Regions from separate parts of the Mus musculus genome. Here regions 2, 3 and 4 are each linked to region 1. Evidence: chromatin contacts called from public ChIA-PET, HiChIP or PLAC-seq and promoter capture Hi-C data. All regions are on one chromosome and are shown on one strand. Each heading gives the region's core, a stretch centred on a gene start, on an enhancer-like site or on the middle of the called end of the contact. The rest is flanking DNA. Distances are from core to core; before and after follow the strand shown.

Evidence for each region. ChIA-PET counts read pairs in DNA pulled down with a chosen protein or histone mark. HiChIP or PLAC-seq counts read pairs in DNA pulled down with a chosen protein or histone mark. Capture Hi-C pulls out chosen DNA fragments and counts their contacts.
Region 2: a contact with region 1 is called in a promoter capture Hi-C map of liver. The contact joins the promoter of Rrp7a here to the promoter of Tbrg3 in region 1. A contact is called at or near these places in 8 of 39 promoter capture datasets (the 3T3-L1 cell line, 3T3-L1-derived adipocytes, cranial neural crest and 4 more), 3 of 484 Hi-C or Micro-C datasets (B cells, CD8 T cells and cortical neurons), 8 of 115 datasets of contacts at active chromatin or transcription factors (craniofacial prominence, effector CD8 T cells, embryonic basal ganglia and 5 more) and 3 of 9 other capture datasets (adipose tissue, liver and pancreatic islet).
Region 3: an RNA polymerase II ChIA-PET map of memory CD8 T cells shows a contact between it and region 1, with 22 read pairs. The contact joins the enhancer-like site here to the promoter of Tbrg3 in region 1. A contact is called at or near these places in 4 of 39 promoter capture datasets (the C10 cell line, the HPC-7 cell line, cranial neural crest and 1 more), 1 of 484 Hi-C or Micro-C datasets (nephron progenitors), 13 of 115 datasets of contacts at active chromatin or transcription factors (embryonic basal ganglia, embryonic forebrain, embryonic hindbrain and 8 more) and 3 of 9 other capture datasets (adipose tissue, liver and pancreatic islet).
Region 4: a contact with region 1 is called in an H3K4me3 HiChIP or PLAC-seq map of forebrain, with 4 times the contacts expected there. The contact joins the enhancer-like site here to the promoter of Tbrg3 in region 1. A contact is called at or near these places in 19 of 39 promoter capture datasets (the 3T3-L1 cell line, 3T3-L1-derived adipocytes, the HPC-7 cell line and 12 more), 13 of 484 Hi-C or Micro-C datasets (B cells, the C3H10T1/2 cell line, CD4 T cells and 7 more), 23 of 115 datasets of contacts at active chromatin or transcription factors (DN3 thymocytes, astrocytes, bone marrow-derived macrophages and 15 more) and 3 of 9 other capture datasets (adipose tissue, liver and pancreatic islet).

What each region holds. Positions count from the first base shown.
Region 1 is chr15:82,897,059-82,899,879 of GRCm38.p6, forward strand. It overlaps Tbrg3 (transforming growth factor beta regulated gene 3), which reads right to left and starts at 1,403. Exons shown (of 1, transcript NR_027799.1): 1 at 1-1,403. The region is part of intron 1 of Tcf20 (transcription factor 20); the gene reads right to left. Gm20324 (predicted gene, 20324) reads left to right here and starts at 2,022. Exons shown (of 4, transcript NR_045068.1): 1 at 2,022-2,210.
Region 2 is chr15:83,121,422-83,124,242 of GRCm38.p6, forward strand. It overlaps Rrp7a (ribosomal RNA processing 7 homolog A (S. cerevisiae)), which reads right to left and starts at 1,380. Exons shown (of 7, transcript NM_029101.4): 1 at 1,241-1,380; 2 at 411-553. The coding sequence starts at 1,313.
Region 3 is chr15:83,074,786-83,077,606 of GRCm38.p6, forward strand. It overlaps Gm41366 (a long non-coding RNA gene), which reads right to left. Exons shown (of 3, transcript XR_875504.1): 3 at 891-1,689. Among named protein-coding and RNA genes, the nearest start is that of Gm41366, 6.0 kb to the right of the region's middle. Within about 2 kb of position 1,381, at least 25 of the 459 cell types and tissues checked have an H3K27ac peak or open chromatin away from gene starts, as enhancers often do. A contact at or near this core is called in memory CD8 T cells, where this site is marked.
Region 4 is chr15:83,055,439-83,058,259 of GRCm38.p6, forward strand. No RefSeq gene overlaps it. Among named protein-coding and RNA genes, the nearest start is that of Nfam1, 23 kb to the left of the region's middle. Within about 2 kb of position 1,388, at least 89 of the 459 cell types and tissues checked have an H3K27ac peak or open chromatin away from gene starts, as enhancers often do. A contact at or near this core is called in embryonic forebrain, forebrain, hippocampal neurons and 3 more, where this site is marked.

The DNA of each region.
Region 1 (2,821 bases), core at 153-2,652:
AGGTCCACTGGGTAGACATTTTAGGACAGTTTAGAATTCTTTGGCCTAAGTCCATACATTGTTTTTGTTTTTAACGTAAATGTTAGCTTCCTTTCCTCTCTAAGTTAAAACTTAATAAAGGCAATTCTCCTACTATCTTACCTATGTAAGATCTCTCATATACATACGTACATACATACACACTCACAAACTACCACAGTAAAGCTTTATAGTAATTTTTTCATAAGCCATAAAACAAGCATAATACATACTTGAGTGTGAGAGGTGCTTCTAATTCAAGTAACTGGCACTTTTTCAAATCATACAGTAAACATGAGGTCATAATTCAAGTCCTAATAAAAAATTCCAAATAACTCATATGTATAATCTTAAGTGTCTCCTTATGTGACAGGCATGATTTTAACTAATATAAAAGAAAACCTTCTTTTAACACATACACAAGATAAACATTATGAGCCCATTTTGCCATCCACGTTTAAAGACCATTAAGGCTATACAGACCAAAATTTTTTAAAAAATGATCTAAAAAAACCATAGTGAGCTATATTTTATGGGGAATTGAGCAAAAACAAAAAAACAAACAAAAACAAAACAAAACAAAGTCTTCCACAAACAAGAGCAAAATCCAAGTTGGTCTAAGAGTACTTACCATTCAAAAGCATATGGCCCAGGGCCCTCACACACCAGAAAATCAGTAAAACTAACGGGTTCTTCAGCATCTGCCAGGGAAGTACCCTGCTACCACTAGGAATAAACCGGGGATGCAAACCATTTACTGCATCCTGAGGTGGATATTAATTCTGCAAGCCTACTACATCGCATAGCTAATTCTACTTTATCCCTACTCCAAGACTGAAATTGGAATTTGAAGTTAGCCAAGTAAGAGTCACCTAAAAGATCTTGAAATAGCATCCCTTCCCCACGTGGAAAGGGCTTCCAACAAAAACAGACCCAATCATCGCATCCATATTTCCCAATTAGCCAGTGCTTTTTCGGAAAACTCTTATCACAAAGGAAAAAAAAAAAGCATAATAATGTGCATTCAACATAAGCTAGACTGCTATTAATAGTGTGCGTTTTCTCTTCAGAAGCACAGAAAAGCACTGGGAATTGAGCACAAACTACCCTGACCAAGTTACTTCTCAAGCCAGTGAGGCGCATCTTACATCTCTCAGTAAAGTTCCTATGATCAAAATGAGAGCGAGCACAAAACCGGAGTGGAAGAACCACCAAACCAAACTCAAATAAACCTTCGAAATGTCTGGCCTGCAAGGGAGTCTTTAACAGAAGTGTAATTGAGGCATGAGAGGGTAGGTAACTTGCCCAGGGCTACAGTTTATTTGGTGGCCAAGCTGGAAGTGCATTCCAGGCCTCCTAGATCAGAATTTAGTGCCGTTTCCCCAGCTGCCAATGCCACCCCATGTAAAATCTTTTATAAAACTCTTCACTAAGGCTGTTAACATAAGGGTCCAATTATCATTCAAAGATCAGCCTGTTAGATAATAGCTCAAAAATTCCATCCATTTTTATAGCATTTACCAGAGTCATCTAATCTCTGGAGGGAGAACGCAGAGCTCGGGTAGAAACCCCTAATTCTGATTCGTCCCCAAAGGAGTTGAATACAGGCAGGCAAGCAAAACTGGTGTCCGCACCCACAAACCGTGGAGGAATCCGCAGCTCCACTGCCCCCCCCCAACACACACACACACACACACACTAAATTCCACTCCCATCCCGGCGCACTCAAGACATCCCACCTCCCGCCGCAGGCCGGATAGCAAACTCTTCTATAAGCCACCACTTTTCCGTGAGAATGAGGAAGAGAGACTCAGAGCCTCGCCTTCCCATCCCCTACCCGCGAGAAAGAGCTCCTTCGTGGACTCCGCGGGACCCTGCGCCCTGCCCTGCTCACCGCGGCGGGGGAGGGGAGAGCGCCCCACACAGGAAGTGCATCCTGCGCCCCTAGCTCGCGCCCCGCCGCCGGGTACCTGCTCTGGGCCGCCGGCAGGCGACAGGCAGCCGCATCCACATGGCCTCAGGTGTTCGCGCGGCTGCTCCGCCAGCCCCAGCCGGCCCCTCCCCGGCCCGCTCCAAGCCCGGCCCTTCACGGGTGCCTCGCCCCCAGCCCCCGGCCAAGAGGCCAGCAACGCCGGTCCCCGCGGGGCTGCCAAGAACGTGGACCCCTCAGCACCTCAGGCCGCAACGACCAGGTATCTCCGCCCGCAGCCCCAGAGCCTCCGGCCGCTCTGCCCTGACGCCGGTCCTGGCCGTTGACCCCTCGGCAGCCCACGCCGGTCCCCTCAGCCCGCTCCGCGACTCCCGAGGCTCAGCACTTGCAGGGCGGGCCGGGCCACGACCTGTGCTCCCAGCAGCCAGCCTGAGCGGCGCGGCCCGGTCCCGGCCCCTCGGGCTGCCCTTTCTCCTCAGGCCGGGCGGCGGTTACCTGCAGGAGCCCCCCGGCCCGTCCCTCGGCCTCCGCCGGCGCTGGGAGGGGAGGGGGCGGCGGCGCGGCGCGGGGTGGGGGTGGGGGTGCCTCCACCGCCTCCAGCGCGGACGCCCAGGCCGACGGCGGGGCGGGCCGGGGCCGCGGCCCCTAGAGGCTCGCTCCGGCCCGCGCGCTCGCTGGCTCACTCCCCGCTCCGGCGCGCCTCAGGGAGGGCTCCCCCGGCTGAGGCCGTGGCCGCCTCGCAGGGGCCGAAGGCGGCTCGGCTCCGGGTTTTTTCTCTCCATTCTCCCAACACACAGGAAATAACAGAGCGTCAGGTGACGGCGCGCAGCCAATGAGGCGGCTCCGGGCCCCGGCGCGCGGGCGGGCGGGAGG
Region 2 (2,821 bases), core at 130-2,629, 220 kb after region 1:
AAATTAATAAGTATGTCTAGAAAGAACTGCAGTGATTACTGTTAGACTTGTCTTTTAAAAATGAAAAACTAACAGACAAACAAATAAAATAATGGTTGGAAGGATAATTTCCAAACCAGGTGTGACCACTCATAACTGTAATGAGTTGAGACGGGGAGGGTGGGGAAGTACAGCAAGTTCGAGGCCAGCCTGAGCCTCAGGAAGTTCTGAACAGCCCAGGGAGAGGGGGACCCTGCCTAGACGGCGGCAGGGAGAAAAAAAAAAAAACAAAACATATTTTTATTCTGAAACTCCCAGTCTTTCAACATCCTCCACTGAGGGTTTTGTAGGAATTTCCATCTGACCACCAGGATTCTGTAGGGCCCGTGGCAAGCCCCCATTCACAACCCACTGGTCTACCAGACTCTTACCTGTGTGCAGTACGGGGGCACATTAAGGATAAAAAGGGTTCGATCGGGAGGCCATGTGGACTGGGTGCCTTGGCGAACTCGGTGCTGTCTCATGTAGAGGTAATGAGGAGCCTGCTGCTTTGCCGAGAACTTGACTGGAACAGCTAACAGGGGAAACGAGCGCAGGAGAGTTTGGGGTACCCTGAAAGGAGGTCTGTGTCTATGCCACCCAAGTTCCAATTCACTATGTCTCTTTCTAGCTCCATCGGCCCGCCTGTTCATCCACCCATCCACGGGAAGCTGGAGGGAAATGTATTCGGATAATCACCGCAGGAGGCTGAGGGGGCGGGCACAGTGTTGCGTTCTCGGAGCATCCGCTGTCTGACATCATCAGCCCCCCCCCCCCCCCCCCATAGCATGGGCTGCTCTGCTTGGCACACCAACTCTCTTCCCTCCACCCATTCTTCGTTTAGGGCTAACTCCCCCCCCCCCACCCCTCCTGCCGACTTAGCCCCACCTTCCCAGTTAAGTCTACACCAGTGGGATGCGAATCTCGGGGCTGGGAGGGCGACAGCTGCGGAAGCGCTTGTTAAAGAACGAGACACGAGCAGAACAGCGGATAACTAGCTTCTGAGGACGACGAAGCTGCAACGCTGGGCCTAGGACGCCTGGCGCCGCCTGGAGGAACCGCGCCCGAGCCCAAGGCCTTTCGGAGGAACAGCCGCGGAATCAGCACCCAGAGTCGGGGCGGCGGGGTCCTGCACCCCGATACCTGACGAGTTGCCAGGGCCTCTGCCACCTGCAAGCCACCTTCCCGCAAAATGGTGGGTCCCTGGCCCTCAGCTGCTCACCTGAATACCCCGGTGGGCTCGGTATGCTCTCCTCGTGGCCGCCAGCCTTCCGTTTCTTCCTGCGAGACACCATCTTGGCCAACTGGGAGCGCAGAGACGGCTGGGAGTTCCGTGTTCCGGCGCCGCTGCGTTTCCACGACGACGGCGTCACGCGGGGCCCCGCCCTCTCAGCCCTAGGCCCGCCTCCCGGGATCTTGCCCGGCCCTAAGATTTAGCCTTCCCTGTCCTATTGGGAAGTAGAGGGAGGCTGGAGCAATAAATGGAAAGAGCACTGGCTGCTCTTCCAGAGGATAGGGGTTCGTTTCCGATCACTCAAAAATTATCTGGAACCCAGTTCCAGGACACGTGGTGCACAGGCACACTCAACACATAATTTTTGTTTGTTTTTCGAGACAGGGTTTCTCTGTGTAGTTCTGACTGTCCTCACTCTAGACCAGGCTGGCCTCGAACTCAGAAATCCGCCTGCCTCTACCTCCCAAGTGCTGGGATTAAAGGCGTGTGCCACCACTGCCCGACTATAATTTTTTTTTTTCTTTGAGACAGGGTTTCTTTGTATAGCCATGGCTGTCCTGGAACTTTCTCTGTAGACCAGGCTGGCCTCGAACTCAGAAATCTGCCTGCCTCTGCCTCCCGAGTGCTGGGATTAAAGGCGTGTGCCACCACTGCCTGGCTTATTTGAGATTTTTTTTTTAAAGATTTATTTATTATTTTACATAAGTACACTGTAGCTGTCTTCAGACATACCAGAAGAGGGTGACAGATCTCATTACGGATGGTTGTGAGCCACCATGTGGTTGCTGGGATTTGAACTCAGGACCTCTGGAAGAGCAGTCAGTGCTCTTACCCGCTGAGCCATCTCACCAGCCCCCGACTATAAATTTTTAAAAAATAAATAGCATTCCGTATAAATCGTGGTGCAACTGGGATTTTGTGCAGTGAGATGCCATGAACAGTCAGTCTCTTTAGTTGAGAGAGCAAGGGGCTGAGAGGCCTGGGGTTGAAACTGTAAACAAAGAGTACTTGCTGGCAAGCCTGACATCTTGAATTACATCCATGGAAGATGAGAATTGTTTTCAGCAAGTTATCCTTTGACCTCCACACCCACTCCATGGCTTATGCCTCATGGCATGAGCTCTCTCCCTCAAGAAAATACTGTGTGTGTGCTGAGACAGGATTTCACCATGTAGCCTGGGCTGACCTGAGGCTAGCTATGTAGACTAGGCTGGGTTCAGTTTCACATGAGATCTGTCTGCCTCTGTCTCCTCCAGTGCTGGGATTAAAGGTGGACACTGCCACACATCACCCATGCTTGGCAGATTTTTTAAATTTTTACAAACTGAAGTGAGCCCAAATAAACTTTATCCATCTGGGCATGGCTTTAATCCTGGCTGAAGCAGGAGGATACTTGTGTGTTCATTAGGGTTACCGTTGCTGTGATGACACACGACTAAGAAGTAATGTGGGGAGGAAGGCTTTATTTCCAGTTTCATGAAACAGTTCATTAGAAGCAGCGAGAGCAGTAACTCCAGCAGGTCAGGAACCCTGAGGCAGGGGCTGATGAAACGTACTGACTTGCTTCTC
Region 3 (2,821 bases), core at 131-2,630, 180 kb after region 1:
TACTATATGAGTTTAGGATGAACCAGTGTGGCAGCATAGGTCTGTATCCCCAGAACTAGGGGAGGTGGAGCCAGGAGGATCAGAGCTGGGCTGGCAGGGGGCTCAGCAAGTAAATACACCGGCCATACAAGTGTGTAAACCTGAGTGCCGTGCCCAGACACGTGTAAACACAGGTACACAGTGTGCCTGTGATCTTAGTGCTCCTATGGTGAGATGAAAGGCAGGAGAATCCCTGGAACTGGTGGGTCAGCTAAGCCTGGACCTTACCACAAACATCCCTGTCCCAAAAGGATGACGGTAAAAACTGTTACCCAAGGCTATCCCCTGACTTCCACATGTGTGTTGTGGCGCACACAACCACATACACACAAATGTATGCATATACATACAGACATCACACACGCACACACACACACACACACACACACACACACACATGCAAAAGAGTTCAAAGACAGCCATGGCTACATTGTCAATTTTAGGATAGCTGGTGCTACATAAGAGCCTGTCTTTTAAAAAAGTGTTTTTAAAGGTAAGGGAAACCTCAGAAGAAAACAAGAAACTTAAGAATGCCTTTAATTGGGGCTGGAGAGATGGCTCAATGGTTAAGAGCACTGATTGCTCTACCGAAGGTCCTGAGTTCAAATCCTAGCAACCACATGGTGGCTCACAACCATCTGTAATGAGATCTGATGCCCTCTTCTGGGGTGTCTGAAGACGCCTATAGTGTACTAACATATAATAAATAAATAAATATTTCTAAAAAAGAATGCCTTTAATCCCAACATGGGTGTGTATGTGGAGTGGGACAGAGGGATGTCTGAGTTTGAGGCCAGTCTGGTCTAGTCTACAGAATGAGTTCCAGAACAGCTAGGGCTACACAGAGAAACCTTGTCTCAAAACAAAACAAAACACAAAAAACAAAAAAGAAAGAAAGAAAAGGGAAGGGAAACAAGAAACTACTCAGAACTAAGACAGTGAGGTCATCAGGAGATGAACCTAGAAGGACATTCATTCTAAAGCAAGGCTCCGGGGAGGCGTAACCTTCAGTGCCCACCACAGAACAGAAAACCCAAGGCTGATAACTGGTAGCTGATAACAAAATAGGAAGGAGGGAAATCACAGAGGAAACAGATCTGTCAAGGATAAAACCAAGAGCGAATCAGTGGAGCCACAGCTGGATCCTCGAAGAGACGGGTATTGACAAGTCTCTGGCAAGAGCACCCTATAACGTGTGAGAAATGAACAAAGAAAAACCGCATAACGCAGCTAGAGCCGATTCAAAACCAACAATCGCTCACGTTTCTGAGCTGGCATCACGCCGCGTTCGATTGCGCAATGTGTGTTTACAGGTGAGATTGACTCCCACGTCCTCTGTGCCCCTCCGCCTGTGCCGCAGGACTTCCTGCCAGTCCCTCTGCCCGTTAGACATTCTCTTCCACGCCTGTGGTCAGGCTGTTTCCTGAGCTGGAAATGGCCTCCCTCTCCTATGCAAACAGTAAGATCCACAGCAGCCTCCTCAGGCTCTTCCTAACAACAACGTGCCTCCATCCGTCCTGCCTTCCCCATCACTAGGAGGACCAAGGATAGCGACATGCTCACTTGAAGAAGTCCACAAGTGGGTGGGGCTGGGGATGCGGCTCAGCTGGTAAAGTGCTTGCCGGCAAACACGATGAACTCTTCAGATCCCTAGAACACATTAAACACACACACACACACATAAATAAAGGCTAGGTGTGTACATTCAGAGAGTTTTCTCTGCTCCCATCAAACACATTTGCTTCTGCCCTCTTCCTGGCAGAGCATCTCCTGGTGATGTCTGCAGCCCCCTAAGTTTGAGCACATTATGTCTTGACTAAGGAATTGGTCAATTGACGGCTAAGGAGCCTCAAGACCCACCTGTGCCAGGCAAACCTCTGAGCCCTTGGCTGGTTTAAGCCTCACAGCCAATGACAGTGTGCACAGCCGTTTACAGCCGACAAGACAGAGGCCCAGGATGGACTGGGTGGGTGGAGTCGGGCCTTAAAGCTACACTGGGAAAGGCCATTCTATTCTGTTCCTTTAAAGTCAGATCCTGCAATGCCTGAAAGTTGCTATGGAGACCAAGCCAGTCTCTAACTTTCAGCAGCCCTTCTGCCTCTACCTCTGCCTCTCAAGTGCTGGTATTCCAGGGACATGTGCCATCACACTTGGCAAAATAGTTTTTCTTTTATTCTGAGACAGGGTTTCTCTGTGTAGCCCTGGCTGTCTAGGAACTTACTCTGTAGACCAGGCTAGCCTCAAACTCAGAGATTTGCCTGCCTCTGCTCCTGAGTGCCAGCATCCCTGCAGAGGCCATGGAAGGTGTGGATCTGCTGCAACTGGAGTTACAACCAGTTGTTGGTGGCCATGGCTGGGAACAGAACACCTATCTTCGAAAAGGGTAGCCAGTGCTCTTGACTGCTGAGCCATCTCTCCAGCCCCACAAAACTAAATCTTAAAAAAAAGAATGGCACATAGCCCCAGGCATGGTGGCTTTCGCCTGTGATCTGAGACAGGAATTTCATGAACAGCCTGGGCTACATAGTGATTTCCAGGCCAGCTTGGGCTATAATGTCAGACCTTCTGCGTAAACAACAATGACAACTTAAGAGAATGTCTCACAGACCAAGCAGACCAGCTGGCATGGCTAGATGGTCTAAGCGGGCTGTCGTTACATTTGCAAGTCTGCATCCACTGCCCACCCACCCCAGCTCTAGTAGTCTGTGACAACGAAGTAAGGACATGTCCTCAGGTGACCCTCACAGCCACAGTCCCTATAGAGTATTCCCAAGGTGAAATG
Region 4 (2,821 bases), core at 138-2,637, 160 kb after region 1:
AATGTGTCTGCCTAAATCAAGGACGTAGCATCCACACGCAGATCTGAACTTACTGTGGGTTTCATCTGGAACCAGTTCTTGAGTATGAAAGGCCCCGACTTTGCCGCCTTTCTATGTCTACTGTACTGAGACCCAAAAGAAGGGAAATCGTTTTAGATGTGAGACTGGATTAAAATTCAAGTTCAAAAGCATGCAGGCTGGACCCGGGAGGTGGCAAAAGATGAGAGGCTCCATCCAGGCCATCCTCAGCCACACAGTGAGTTCAAGGTCACCCCAGACTACAGGAGGAGCATTTGTCTCAATAAACGCACACAGAGAGCTAACCAGAACACCACAGCTGTCATCTGTGCTGCTGAGCCTGATCAGGATGCTAAAGACCTCTCAGAAGAACGGGGTCCAGGATAGGCCCAGGATAGCCCCGAGGATGCCTGGGCATTTCTGCCTCTGCCTCTGCCTCTGTTTCATTGTCATATATACAGAAGTATGCACAAGCAGCCCCAAACTGCCCCTGCTGTGCTGAAGATGAAAGCAAGCAATATACTCTACACTACTTTTTTTTTTTTGGTGGTGGTGGTGGGAGGGAGGGGGAGGGGGAGGGGAACAGGAGAAAGGAGGGGGGCTGGGAAGGGAGGGGGCGAAGGATGGAGAAAGAGAAGGGAGGGAGGGTGAGATCCTGTGAAGGACAAAATACTTTCAGGAATCAATTCTCTCCTCCTGTCATGAGGGTGGGCTCATATTTAGGTCCTCTAGCTCGGCATGGGCCGCAAGACCCTTTGTCCATTGAGCCATCTCGCCAGCCCCTAGACCACTGCAGCTTCCCTCTCTCGCTGGCGTCCTCTCTTTCCGTTTTTAAAAGCCATTCTACTTAAGCATCAAGTAGAAATGTAGTTTTGTAAAGGGACCGATCTTCTCTTTCAAGCCAAATGAGGGTGCCCCCCCCCCCATACCCACCCTCCTCTCATCTCACGGCTCGGTTCTTGCTCTAGGGCTCTAGGAGGCCCGATCTGTTCAGCAGCTCTGATTGATAACACAAATCACCCCGGAGGCTCTGAGGAAGGGACTTGGATGTCAGCTGGAGGTGCAGTGGGAGTCACGGCCCTGCCCCCACATCGTTTATTCTTTCACCGCATGGCAAGCTCCGAAGGACCGGAGCAATTCCACCAGCTCTCAGAATTGGCACACCGCGAGCCTCCTCTCCCCGGACCACCGCGCTGCCATAAATAGACACCACGTGGCCTCCTTTTATGATAAGGTTAGGGGGAAACGAGTGCGTGGGGAGAGGCCGGCGGGAGAGTGGCAGCTCCGAGTCACAGGGATAAAGCCTGCGCAGCACTGCTCTTCTTGCCTGGGGCGGGATCAAAAGCGGGAGCCGAGTGGCAGCCGCTGGGCTCCCCAGGCGCTTCCTTTGGTGGTTCCCTGACTCCCAGCAGCGGTTCCTGCCCTCAGCCATCTTCATCACTCCTGCTGGGGCTGCAGGCGCCCTGCCTTGCCAGGCTTTGTGGCTCCCCCGGCTCATTTTCTGATAGAGCTGTCAGTTTTTATTGCTGATAGGAGAAATCATGCTCTCTCTTAGCTGAATGTTAATTGGCCTTTTCCTCTCTCATTCTGTGAGAACATGTAGTCCCCTTGTCTATTCACCCCTCCCCACCCCCCAAAGGTAGAAGCAGCATTCTGGAAAGACAAGGAAGGTGGTTCTTGCTAAATTGCTAATTGTTAATTCAGAGGTTAAGAAAAAGCTAAATGGGGGGCGGGGAGGGCGGAGCTATAACCATACTTCTGAAGTCTCCATGAGCCTAGTGTGGACTATATATATTCTCATTGGCTATAGAGGGCCCAAGAATCAATAGGGGGATGGGTAAAGTCAAATGTGGAGGGGCTAGGCACCAAGCCAGCCCCGGTTGCTGCAGAGATAGAGCCAGAGACACCTGACAAACTGATGGGTCAGTACAGCTGTGACTGTAGCAGCGACAGAGGTAAATAGCCAGTAAAGACAAAGTTAGAAACTCAGCCTTGAGAACAGCCAGGAACTAGCTGGCAGGAGGCTGCAGTAGGGATGTCCCAGTTAGGAAAGGCGGTGCAAGTCATAGATGCCGCAAAACAGGGCAGTGAACTGGAGACGTTTGATATGACAGCCCAGCACAGGGTTGTTGCCCTACAATTCTCTTGTACTTAAAAAGTAAACTGGTGGGCTGGAGAGATGGCGCCGGGGTTAAGAATGCGGGGTGTTCTTAACAGAAGACCGTTTGATTCCCGGCACCCACATGGCTCCCAGCCACCTGTAACTCCCATTTCAGGGGCTCTGACGCCCTCTTCTGGCCTCTGTTAGCACTGCATGCATGTAACGCATAAACATACATGCAGGCAAAATACCCATACACATAATTTTTTTTAATTAAGTGAACAAACCAGGGGGCAGCAATACCTGTAATCCCATCATTTTGGAGACTGAGACTGAGTGACAAGTCTGAGACCAGTGTGACTCCCCTTCTCATAAAGGAAAGGAAGAGGGAGCCGGGAATAGCCTTATGAAGATTTAACTGTAAAACGTGACTACTTAAAGTATACAATTTAATTTTTTTTTAAGTACATTTACAAAGCTGTGTGCCCACAGCCAACTCCAGAACATTCTACAGGGAAGTTTTCTGAGAACAGCTTTGATAAGGACGGGGCATGATGAAATGGCAACAATGTCTCTTGTCAGTTTGTCAGCAGAGCCCAGCGAGGCTGGAGAGTGAGGGGGAGTGAGCCAAGGACAGGAGATGTAGCACAGCAGGGAGGGTGAACAGGACCAAAGATTTGTGTGGCAACAGGGGGAGCATTT